Linked DNA regions of Mus musculus: regions 1 and 3 are each linked to region 2. Evidence: chromatin contacts called from public promoter capture Hi-C data. All regions are on one chromosome and are shown on one strand. The core of a region is the stretch at or near the end of the contact, and the rest is flanking DNA. Distances in the headings are between cores, read along the strand shown.

The links. Promoter capture Hi-C pulls out the DNA fragments that hold promoters and counts their contacts. Capture Hi-C pulls out chosen DNA fragments and counts their contacts.
Region 1: a contact with region 2 is called in a promoter capture Hi-C map of adipose tissue. The contact joins the promoter of Tmem248 here to the promoter of Gusb in region 2. A contact is called at or near these places in 9 of 39 promoter capture datasets (the 3T3-L1 cell line, the C10 cell line, the HPC-7 cell line and 5 more), 7 of 484 Hi-C or Micro-C datasets (the AML12 cell line, Sertoli cells, embryonic fibroblasts and 4 more), 13 of 115 datasets of contacts at active chromatin or transcription factors (the 230-238 cell line, the SCID.adh cell line, bone marrow-derived macrophages and 7 more) and 4 of 9 other capture datasets (adipose tissue, embryonic stem cells, liver and 1 more).
Region 3: a contact with region 2 is called in a promoter capture Hi-C map of liver, with 9 times the contacts expected there. The contact joins the promoter of Kctd7 here to the promoter of Gusb in region 2. A contact is called at or near these places in 18 of 39 promoter capture datasets (the 3T3-L1 cell line, 3T3-L1-derived adipocytes, the C10 cell line and 13 more), 3 of 15 datasets of contacts at CTCF or cohesin (embryonic stem cells, large pre-B cells and stem cell-derived epiblast-like cells), 89 of 484 Hi-C or Micro-C datasets (3T3-L1-derived adipocytes, B cells, the Ba/F3 cell line and 45 more), 30 of 115 datasets of contacts at active chromatin or transcription factors (the 230-238 cell line, the HPC-7 cell line, the SCID.adh cell line and 23 more) and 5 of 9 other capture datasets (adipose tissue, embryonic stem cells, liver and 2 more).

What each region holds. Positions count from the first base shown.
Region 1 is chr5:130,220,657-130,224,395 of GRCm38.p6, forward strand. It overlaps Tmem248 (transmembrane protein 248), which reads left to right and starts at 1,679. Exons shown (of 7, transcript NM_027854.1): 1 at 1,679-1,916. It overlaps Gm6598 (a long non-coding RNA gene), which reads right to left and starts at 3,210. Exons shown (of 2, transcript XR_377119.4): 1 at 3,078-3,210; 2 at 1,062-1,372.
Region 2 is chr5:130,000,908-130,004,654 of GRCm38.p6, forward strand. It overlaps Gusb (glucuronidase, beta), which reads right to left and starts at 2,142. Exons shown (of 12, transcript NM_010368.2): 1 at 1,700-2,142; 2 at 1-35. The coding sequence starts at 1,909.
Region 3 is chr5:130,143,049-130,146,668 of GRCm38.p6, forward strand. It overlaps Kctd7 (potassium channel tetramerisation domain containing 7), which reads left to right and starts at 1,835. Exons shown (of 4, transcript NM_172509.4): 1 at 1,835-2,178. The coding sequence starts at 2,035.

The sequences.
Region 1 (3,739 bases), core at 429-2,928, 220 kb after region 2:
ACACAGCTCCTTCAACAAGGCCACACCTCCTAAATCCTTCCCAAACAGTTCCTCTAACTAGGGACCAAGCATTCAAGCATATGGGCCGATGGGGTCCATTTTCATTCAGTCCACTTCAATATTTGCTAGATTATAAGCACTAAATAAAAATAACAAGAACTGTTGTCAGTCAGCCCTTGTAAAGAGTACAGAAGACACTCTGTCTAAAAAAACCTCTCAGCAGCTTCTCCAGCCTCCTAGGTTTAAGGCCTTCCTTATCTGAGTTCTGCTTGATGTCATAGACATCGATTTGATCACGTTTTACTGTGTATTTCTGCCTTTCTACCTGCTCCTTGCACTTATTCAAAACCAAAAGCATAGCAGTGGTAGCTCATTGTCTGGAATGAGAGCACACACATGCTGTGCACACACAGACATACACATGCAGATGTCTTCTATACGATTTCCCTGGAACTATTTGGCTTTGAGGTTCTGGAGGAGACAAGCATCAGAGTTCCACTTACACATTCTATGGGAAGCCATCATCCATTCTGGGTGAGGACTTTCCAGTGTAGTTGCTTTGAGGTCACTCACCCTGCTGGCAGTAACCTCTTGCCTATGCTCTGTAAGTAAGCCAGATACATTTACTGGCATTCCAGGGGGAACTTTGGTTTGTCACCGAGACCTTAGGAAAAGGGGATAAACATCGCATAGTCTTTACCTAAGGAGAAAATTCTCACAAATGTTCTCATGTCTCATGGCACACCTTTAATCCCAGCACTTATGGATCTTTGAGTTTGAGACCAGCTTGGGTCACATAGTGAGTTTTAAGTCAGCCAGGGATGGATTGAAAGACCTTATCTCTTTTGTTTGTTGGTTGGTTTGGTTTTTTTTTTTTTTTTCAAGACAGGCTTTGTTTAGCCCCAGCTTCCTGGAACTCATTCTGCAGACCAGGCTGGCCTCAAATGCAAAGATCTATCTGCCTCTGACTCTTGAATGCTGGGATCAAAGGACAACCTTCCCACTGCCCAGCAACCGTGTCTTTAAAGAACAACAAAAAAAGTCAAGACCAGACAAATGGATAAGTGTAACTGATCTCCTGGGTTTTCAATAATCATGTACAAAGGTCAGTATTAATGTGGTTAGAGGAATTTAAAAAGGATAATATTTTGCTGCTTCTAAGGTCAGCTAGGTCCTTGGGGACTGAGACATGGCTTGAAATGAATTGTCCTGTTGTCCAGAAACGCGACAGATTCCCATCCAGTGGATCCTAGAGTCCCGTCTACAGAGAGGAGGGTGGTATTAGTGTGCTCAAACACCATGACTAAGGTAGTTGGCTCCTCATTGGGCTCCAGAGAGAACAGGAAGCCAGCTCTTGCCATCCACGAGACCCCTGTGTCAAAACAAAAAATTCCAACAAAAATAAACGAAAATCGTGTCCTCTTTACTATCTCACGCCATACACACCAAGACCTGCAGAAGCACTTCGGGACGGAACCGAGCAAGCTCACGGCAGTTCGCGAATGCGAGTGATAAATTTCAGGCAGCTCCGTGTATGCTTTTCCCATTTGCAAAACGAAGACAGTCTGCTTCTCCTCCTAACCCCGACCCCACCCGCCGCTCGCCCCGGAGCAATTCTGTCCCTTCCGCGCCGCCGTCGCGCGCGGGCGGGGTCAGAGGTCACGGCGGCGTTAGTGGTGACGTGGTTTTCTGCCTTCACCCGGAAAGCCCGGCGTTCGCAGCGCGCGGAGCCGGCGTCCCGTTGGCGCGCTCTGGCCTGGCTTCGGGTCGTCGCTTCGGCCCCGAGGAGCCGCTCGCTGTCTCCGGAGCGGCGGAGAGGATGGTGCGGGGCAGCCCGGGGCCCGCCGCGCGCCGCCGCGAGTGAACAGGGCCAGGCCGCGGGCGTCCGCGGGCTCGAGCCGCCAGTCTGCGGGGCGGTGAGTAGGAGACGGGGTCGTAATCGCGGGCGCATGGGCCGGGACCGGGGACCCTGAACCCGGGGCCCACGGCGTGCTGGGCGGATCGGTGCGCAGGCTCTCCCAGCCACCCCAGCTCCGTTCACTCCTCTATTAGCTGACCCGGTCCTGTTCCATCCTCCCGAGGCCTGCGGAGTCCTGCTCCCTCAGTCAAGGCTTGTATAGGTCGGCTGAATAAGGCTGCGTGGACCTACTAGCATCCTTTGCAAGTTTTAGAAAAAAAAATGATTGTTTTGGAAAATTATTTACATGATGTGTTTGTATTATCTTGTCTGCGCACGTGAGCGCAAATACCCACCGACTCCAGAAGAGGGCGTTGTGTCCTTAGACCCAGAGTTACACTCCATTGGTAGCTGCCTGATGATGGGGTTGCTGAGAACTTAACTCTGGTCCTCAGGAATAGCAGGTATTCTTAACCCCGTAGCCATCTTTCCAACTTCTCTGTGTGTGTGTGTGTGTGTGTGTGTGTGTGTGTGTGTGTGTGTGTGTGACAGAGAGAGAGAGAGAGAGAGAGAGAGAGAGAGAGTGAGAGTGAGAGAGTGAGTGTGAGTGTGTGTGTGTGTTCAGTTTTAGATTTGTGACTTGACTTTGGGTTGTCAAAAATGTATCCAAAAGAGGGTTTAATGCAGCCTTAACTGGCTAGGATTTCCCTATGTAGACAAGACCCACCTTCAACACCGATCTTCCCGATTCAGACTCCGTAGTTCAGAGATATAGGCGTGGGCCACACTGCCAAGGTTTCACAGTGTAATAACGGTATTGTTTTGGTTTTAATCTGAATCCTGGAGTCTGGGGTCTCCTGCAGCCTTAGATAGTCCAAACCCACGACTCAGTCGAGGCTGACCTTGATTCTCTTAGACTCCCTAGTGCTGCCGTTGGCAGGTGTGCACTGCCATGCCGGTTAAGCCCGGCTAAAACATAATTTTTTTTTTTTTTTAAAGACAGGTCCACTGTGTAGTTCAGGCTGGCCTCCAACTCTCTGTGTAGCTTGAAGTTGTGATCCTCCTGCCTCAGCCTCATATTGGGGTGTTGTTAGCTGTGTGGTACCAGGCCCTGTTCACAGAGTAGTGGTAGCCTGGTGGCAAGGCTAGTCAATACTGGGACAGGGGGGTGATTTCTTACCTGTCCCATAGTTGTATAATACAACAAATCACGGGAGGATTTCCACATACTGTAAGACACACAGCTTTAGTTCTGATGCAGAGAATCCAGAGCTGTGAGTTTAACATAATGGAAATAACCTGAAGCCATGTCACAGTTCTGGAACTCGTATTTTCCCAGGCTTCTGTCGTTGCCTTGTCTGAACATTCTCAGGAGCCCATGGTTTTAAAGCTTCGTGTTTCCTTTTGACCCTTCTTCCCTCTCTCATCTAGTGCTCTCCTCTTTACACACGAGCATTAGAGAAAACTGGGCCTGATTTGGGGGTGGGGTGGAGTGGTCGGGGATACAGAGCACAGTGCAAGGGTGGTGGACCTACAGGATGGTTTTTGTCAGTATGGGAAGTCTGTAGAATTCTAATTATGGGCCAGACCTAGTGGCACACGCCTGTGATCCCAGATCCTTGTGAGCTGCCACTGGAGCTGCCACCAGCCCAACCCAGGTGCCCTGGAAGATTAACTGAGCCTTCTTTCTATCCCCACAGAACTTTAGTTAGACAGCTAAAGTGTTTATTGAAGACGGTGTCTCCGATGATGTAGTTGGTGTGTTCGAGGCATGTGGAATTGATTGGTGGGAAGCCCTCTTGCTGGGCCTGGTGTTGTGTGATAGCACAGTGAGTTAAATGA
Region 2 (3,747 bases), core at 892-3,391:
CTAGAAGGGACAGGCATGTCCAAGACTGGGCCCGACTAGGGAAAGAAGAAGTGGAGTCACGTGCTGGGGATGTGGCTCAGCTGGTAAAGCCCTGGCCTACCACCGATGAAATCCTGTGTTCCGACTCCAGCATTGTATAAGCCAATCATGGCGGAGCGCACCAGTAATCCTAGCAGATGAGAGGTGCAGCCAGGAAGATGGACGTTCAGGGTCATTCCCTGGCTATCCTCTGCTTCATAGTATATCTGAGGCTGACCTGAGGATACAGGAGACTCTGGCTAAAGAGAAGGATTGGGTCTATTCTTCACGACTGCGCCCCCAGCACCCTAGAGAACCATAGGGGACACAGGGGAGAGACTCTGTAAAATACTGGCTGCATCCACAAGTGAACTCTGCAGGACAGTTGATGGAAAAAGACTGTTCAAACCAAGTTCTTTCTCAGGGCAGATAGTACCAGAGCCAAGATTTCCATGGAAAGAGCCACAGGCCAGTCTAAAACAGGAAAGACCAGACCCTGACATAAAAGGCAGGTGACCATTGCTACAAGGAAGAAGGCCAACAGCAGGGAACAGGGGCCCCCAAGGAAACAGAGAAGGCCTGTGGTGGCAATGTCCTCTCCTTACTTCCTCTTTTGCTGAATGCTGGGCAGTGCAGTTGAAAACTGAGAGTCTAAGCCAGGTGTGGTGGTTCATCACTTGTAACTCTAGCAACCTGGGAGGCTAAGGGAGCCACATGGCTATGAGTCGGAGGTTAATGTGAGTCGCTGTCTCAAACACACACACACAGAGCTGGTGAGATGACTTGGTGGGTTAAAGGCACTAGCCACTAAGCCTGATGACCTTAGTTACATCCCTGGTGACCTAGGTGAGACCAGACTCCAGCAAGTTATCTTCCAACCTCCACATGTACTGTGTAGCACACGGGTGGCGCCCCCCCACCCCACATAAATAATGGGTACACATTTTAAACAAAGAGAGAGAAGAGAGGAAGAGGAGAGAGCCCAATAGGAAACGAGGTAGGATGAATGAATGAATCTGAGAGAGGAGGAGACTGTGAGCACACAGGTTTGCTTCAGCCTGCTTCTGCGCCAACCCTACCTAGGTAGGAAAGGAGAGCAGGGATGAGGGTCCTCTGCTAGCTCTGTGCAAAGTCACATTTGCTCCCCCCTCCTCTACCCCCGCCCCCAAATCTCTGTAGTGGGTAGCATCTCCTAGGATTCTACTTTTCACAAGATGGGAAAGAGCATGGGAGGTATGTGCACCGGGATGCAGGAGGCGTGTGCACAAACATCTACAACACTCAGGAAAGTTAAAGTGGGAGCAAGAGATTCACCCGGACATCCAGGCCAGCCTAGGTTATCGAAGGAGACACAGCCTCAAAACATAAACAAAAGGCTCAGTAGTGACAAGCACACACAGGGCCCTGGGTTCAAGTCCCAGCACTATGAAGTAAAATTAAAAGCTTTAAAAAAACAAAAACAAAAAAATCCATTGCCTGGGGCAGCGCCTGCCTAGCAGAAACCATGCGGTTCTCAGCATGCCAGGTCCCACTTCCTGCTCTGGTCGCTCCCCTCCCCAGCCTGCAAACCCATATTAACCTCCTCTAGGTGAGCACAAGGGGATCTCCAGGTACAGGCATCCCTCCGCCCATCCCCTGACTTCTGGAAGCTTCCAGACCCCGGGTCCCAGGGAGCGCGCACCTCCCGTAGCGGCTGCCGGTACCATTGCTGCTCGAAACCCTGCAGCCGGTTGTTCGAGAGGTCGGCGCGGAAGTGCCACAGTCCGTCCAGCGCCTTGAGCTCCCGCGACGGGCTCTCCTTCGGGAACAGCATCCCGCCCTTCAGAGCCAGCGCGCAGCTGCACAGCAGCTGGCCCAGCGCGACCCAACACGCACTCCATTTTAGGGACATACTGGCCAGGCTGCCCACCGACCAGCGGCTGGGCTTTTTAGCCTCCTCTCTGGGAGGGCAGAGGCGGGACCTGGAAGAGTCACATGTTCTCGAGAGAAGCCGCCTGCGCCAACTTGGTTGAGGGCAAGCGCTTGTACAGCTGCTGGCTCAAGGCTATCTAGAGGCCCCAAGGCTGGACTCTGCAGAAAGAGGAAGTCGCTTGAAGTCCTGGATCGTTTCCCCATATGCCTGACGTCAGCCGCTGCCTGCCTCACATCTATTAATATCTCCCCCTCCTTCCCTCACACTCTGGGGCTTGCCCCTCAGGACCACTAGGCTAAGATCTGAAAGAAGCCCTGAAGTCCCTGATCCCACTGTTTCTTCATAACTCCTGTGAAAGGATGAGAGTTCAAAAGAGACACTGAGAAGAATTTGGGGAGTTTGTTATTAAAGCCTGGAAAGGACACGCAGGCAGGTTCGAAGCTAGGTCTCTTCTTAGAGGTCTCTGAGGAAGGGAGTAGAACTGACAGCAATGGCCATGAAAGAAGTGTCTCCTGGACCTGTGTGATGTCATTCGAGTCACAAATGAAGGTTGCGATGACGGTTCACATGACCTGCAGCAGCCATTCTCTGAAAGTGGTCTTAGTAACTCTCACCCCACCCCCACCCCCAATCCATCACTCCAGCCTCTCTAGCTAACAGGCTTGAGCAAACAGTGCTCAGATTTCACTCTTGGGCAAGTACATATACAGCTAAGCGAGTCTTGAAGCCTTGGCTGTCCTGGAACTCTGTAGACCAGGCTCAAAATCACAGAGATACCTCCCGCCTCTGCCTCCTGAGTGCTGGGACTAAAGGCATATGCCACCTGGTTAGTTTCCAGTTCTTAAAACGGAGGTAAATATCATTTAGGTTTCAACCTAAATCTTTGAGTTGAACTAAAGATACAACCACCCCAAGGTGTGCATTTGGATTTTCAGACTGAGCCAAAAGGAAGTTCCCTAAAGAATGTTTTTGTTTGGTTCGTTTTGATTTGGGTTTTTCCAGAGAGCTCTGTTTAGTTAGTCTAAACTGGCTGGCCTGGAACTCAGAGATCCACCTGCCTCTGTCACTTGAGGGCTGGGACTAAAGGAGTGCACCACCACTGCCCTGCTCCCTAAAGCATTATTAAAGCCTGCTGAACTTAAGCACAAGAGAAGGTTCCCCATTTGTTGTTGTTGTTGTTACAAATACCTACATTTTGTTGCAATTACCAGTATGCTTGTTAAGGGGTTGGGGGTGACGCTGAACAGAAGAAATGATTCTCAGCATGAGTAAAACTGGCCAAGCACAGGTATGCTAGCTTCCAATCCACTTATTTATATTTGAGTGTTTATGTTTCAGGTGCCTGCTTCAGATGTGTGTATACACATGACCGTGTGCAGGTAGAGGTTAAAGGTCAATCCTTTTTTTAAAAGGACTGACTTATTTATTTATTTATTTGCTGGGGAGGGCTAGAGAGATAATGGCTTAGTGGTTAAGAGCATTAGCTGTTCTTCCAGAGGACCCCGTTTGATTCCCAGCACCCACATGGCAGCTCACAACCATTTTTTAACTCCACTCCTAGAGGATCGAATGACCTCTTCTAGCCTCCACAGGCACTGGACCATGTGGTGCATAGACATACATGCCAGTGCAACCCTGGGAAACAGAAAATAAACACTAAGAACAGCAGCAACTACAAAAAACTTCCCTAGAACTGGACATGGTGCTTCTCATCTACGGCCAGCTCTCAGGATGTTGAGGTAGAAGGATAGGCTACATAGTAACCTCAAAGATATAAATAACATATGGATGTTTTGCCTGCACCTATCAGTGTGTAC
Region 3 (3,620 bases), core at 585-3,084, 140 kb after region 2:
AAAAGCCTATTGGAGCTGTGGAAAGATGCGGGGCTTCTTCTGAAGGAACCTCCCCCAACAGAGGTCACACAGTCGATGCGTGACTGAGACGTGCTGCATCAAATGGGTCATCTGACTAGCTGGGAAGAGCCTTCTGGGAGTGCCTGTTTCTGTCTGTGTCCTGGTGCAGAGGTGATGACGTTATCATGGAGAGGGTCATCTAGAATTGCGGGTATGGCTTCTTTTTCTCTGTCCAGTTGAAAGAATGACCAAGCAGGAAAGGCGAGGACTCGGCAGTCAGCCAAGCTTTATTGAAGTCACATACAGCAAAACACAGATTCCCTGCCAGGGGAGAAGATATTCAGAAATCCAGTTCAAAAGGAGGGCTTGAGCCTTTTGGTGGTGTACTCTCCATCCACTTATTTTTGAATGGCTAATTTAAACAAATAGGAGGCATCTGATAAAGCCACAGCTTTGCGCGTACGCATGTGTGGGCAGGTCAGATGGAGAAGAGGAGCCCTGTTTGGGAGTGGGGTTTTCTCTTTTCTCATCTGTGGTTATTTAATTTTTTTCATTTTTAGCGTTTGTTTTTAGCAGTCTCATGTAACCCAATTTGGACTCACAATGTTATGAAGCTGAAGCTGGCCTTGACTTCCAAGTACTGATATTGCAGCGTGAGTCACCATACTCAGTTCCGTTATTATTTATTATTATTATTTATTATACTAGAGACAAGAGTTGAATTCTCAGAAATCCTTCTAACCTCTCAAGTCGCTGCAATTAAAGGTATTTGCAACCAAGGTTTTCCTTCCTGTGTGAGTCCACGGAAAAAGCGCTAGCACAGCAGCCATGTCCTTGCCAGCCATTGGTGTTGCAGTGCTCAATTTCTATTACACAGCAGGTGCCCTCAGCCCTCCACAACACATCCTCAAGGACAGCCTGCTTAGGCCTTTTTTCACTGGCCCGCTGCTATGGAGACAAACCAGCCAGTCCTGGGCCCTTTCCCAGGACACATGGACCGGGATGATAAAGTGGAGTGGCCTGGAGCTTCGCGCCTGCTAGTCAGAAAGCCAATGAAAGCAGGACCACGGTGCTGCCCCTATGAGCGGGCTTCCTGCCAATCAGGGGCGGAGGCCAGCGAGGACACAGCCAATAGCAGGAGCAATTGGGTGGTCTGTCCTTTCGGGAACCGCGCCGGGGGACCAGCGCTGTCGTTGAACGTCGGAAGTGCAGAACGCGTGCCCTTTAGGTGGCCTATAAGAATGGGACTGATCGGCAAGCCGTTGTCAGTTGTCACTCTAGTTTGAGACCTCGATGGTTGGATCAGACCTTTAACCGTCATAGCGGAGCTAATCGGACACTGCCAGTAGTAGGAGGCGACCGGGTGAGGCCAGAGATGCTACCTGCGCTGTGGTTGCTATGCGCAGAGAGCCGCTTCCCTAGATAAGTGGCCTGGACCAAGGGAGGTAGCGCTCCCGTTAGTTAGATAGCCAATCAGAATGGAACAAACCCAACCAGACGTGTTTACCCTATAATTGGACAATGCTCTTGCCAATCATAGCAGGAGTTCATGAAACCTCGGCCAATAGCAAGAAGCGCCTGGTTCCGATTTGCAGCGCAGGGTCCACGCGGTGGTTGCTGATCGAGGTCGTCAGTGGGCGATCACCTCCCCTCGGCCAAACCCTGGAGCAGACAGGCGTCGCTCGCGCTTGTCAGCCAAGAGCCAATCAGAATTGGGTAGGCCTGTAGCCACTACGGCTTAAGGCCGAATTGTTTGTTCTGTGATTGGGCGAACCTCCTGACAATCAGGGCGGAGCCAGCGAAGATTCGGCCAATGGCTGGAGGCAGCCAGGTCAGACCAGCGACTAACTGTAGGCGCGTTGGTCGTTAGACTGTTGGAGGGCAGCACAGGACATCCTAACTGCTTGCAGGTCCTCGGCGTCTAGCGCCCGCCGGCGGCCCATCTCGTCATGTCAGGCACTGCTTGGCTTTAGTTCTTCAGGCCTCCGCCCACCCGCCTACCCGAAGCCGCGCCCACCGCCCAGAGCCAGAGGGATGGTGGTAGTCACCGGGCGGGAGCCAGACAGCCGTCACTCGGACGGTGCCATGTCCAGCTCCGAAGCCGAAGACGACTTCCTGGAGCCGGCCACTCCTACGGCCACGCAAGCGGGGCACGGGCTGCCCCTGCTGCCCCAGGAGGTACCTGGATCGAGCGATGGGGGAAGGGAGGGCTGATGGGAAGCGAGGGAGAGACTGGTGCTTGCAGAGCTGACCTTGGGCGGAGAGCCTCCCAAGGAGCTATCCACCCCTGATGCCACTCCTACACTAGGTGTATCCTCCCTGCCCCGAGTCACCTGCACTCCAAGTCCCTTCTTCCCGTACTACCAGATGTCAGTTCCATTCCTGTATTTCATGTCACCTTTATCAACTAGACGAGGACTCAACACATAGCATGTTCCATACAATCCAAAGGAGGACCTGGGTTATCCAGGTGTATCCTCCAGCTGCCGGGGGAGTGGCATTAGAAACTACCTGCAGTTAACCTATCTGGTGCCTTGGTATGATTTAAGAAAAGGACACACCTGAGTGGACCAATTCTCATCCAGGTGCCGTTATGCAGTGAACAATCTCCATTACCACATGGGGTAATTTTATTTGCTAGATGGACAAGAGTGAACGGTAGAGGATTTGGGGTCAAGAAAGCAGCGAGAGCAAGGACATGCAGGAGATAAATTCGGGAAATAGGAGGGCAATGGTGAGTTGAACTCAGAGCAGAGATGATGGAGGGATTAGGGGCTTCATTTATCAGTTGCTGTATTGTGCTATGGAGTGGCTTCGTTAGTAGCCCTTCCTGTGTGTGACACTTTGCACCTGAACTGACCCTGGAGATGGATAGGAAGATGAATACAGATGTAGAGATGGATAGGAAGATGGATACAGATGTGGAGACTCGACAATCTGAGGGGGCTGGCTTGAGTGAGGCTCTCCGGCAGCTGACAGTATTGTGGTAGGGTTAGAATCCCCGAATTGCCAGCATCGTGGGAAACTTGTGAACATAAGCAAAATTCTAGACATAACTCTGCAGTCAGGGAAAAGGGCCAACACGGCGGTGACACTTTTTTTTGTGCACTGTCATTGGGCAGAAGTTGTGGTTTGAGTGACAGGACACACAATCCCACAGACTGTAGGCCAGCTGTCCAGTCCCGGCCTCCTGTGAGTCACATCCCTCCCTGTGAGTTCTAGGACTCTTTTCCCTGACTTTTTTTGTTTCGCATATGGAGCAAAGAAGTACATTAGTGGGTGCTGCCTTTTAGAAAGAACTCCAGAAGTGCAAAGCATTACACCTAAGTGACATCTGAGTCTTAGCGTATACCTAAAGTGGGCTTAGCATTTCTGCAGAAATGTGAAAGGCATTTTGCACCGTGAGAGTAAGAGTTGAATTTTTGGGCTTGGTGGTACACACCTCCAATTCCAAAGGCAGAGGCAGCAGATAAATGTGAGTTCCAGGCCAGCTTGGTCTATGTAGTGAGTTCCAGGAGAGCCCGAGCTACACAGAGAAACTCTGTCTCAAAATAATAATAATAATAATAATAATAATAATAATAATAATAATAATAATAGAGTTGAGCTCATACTTAGAA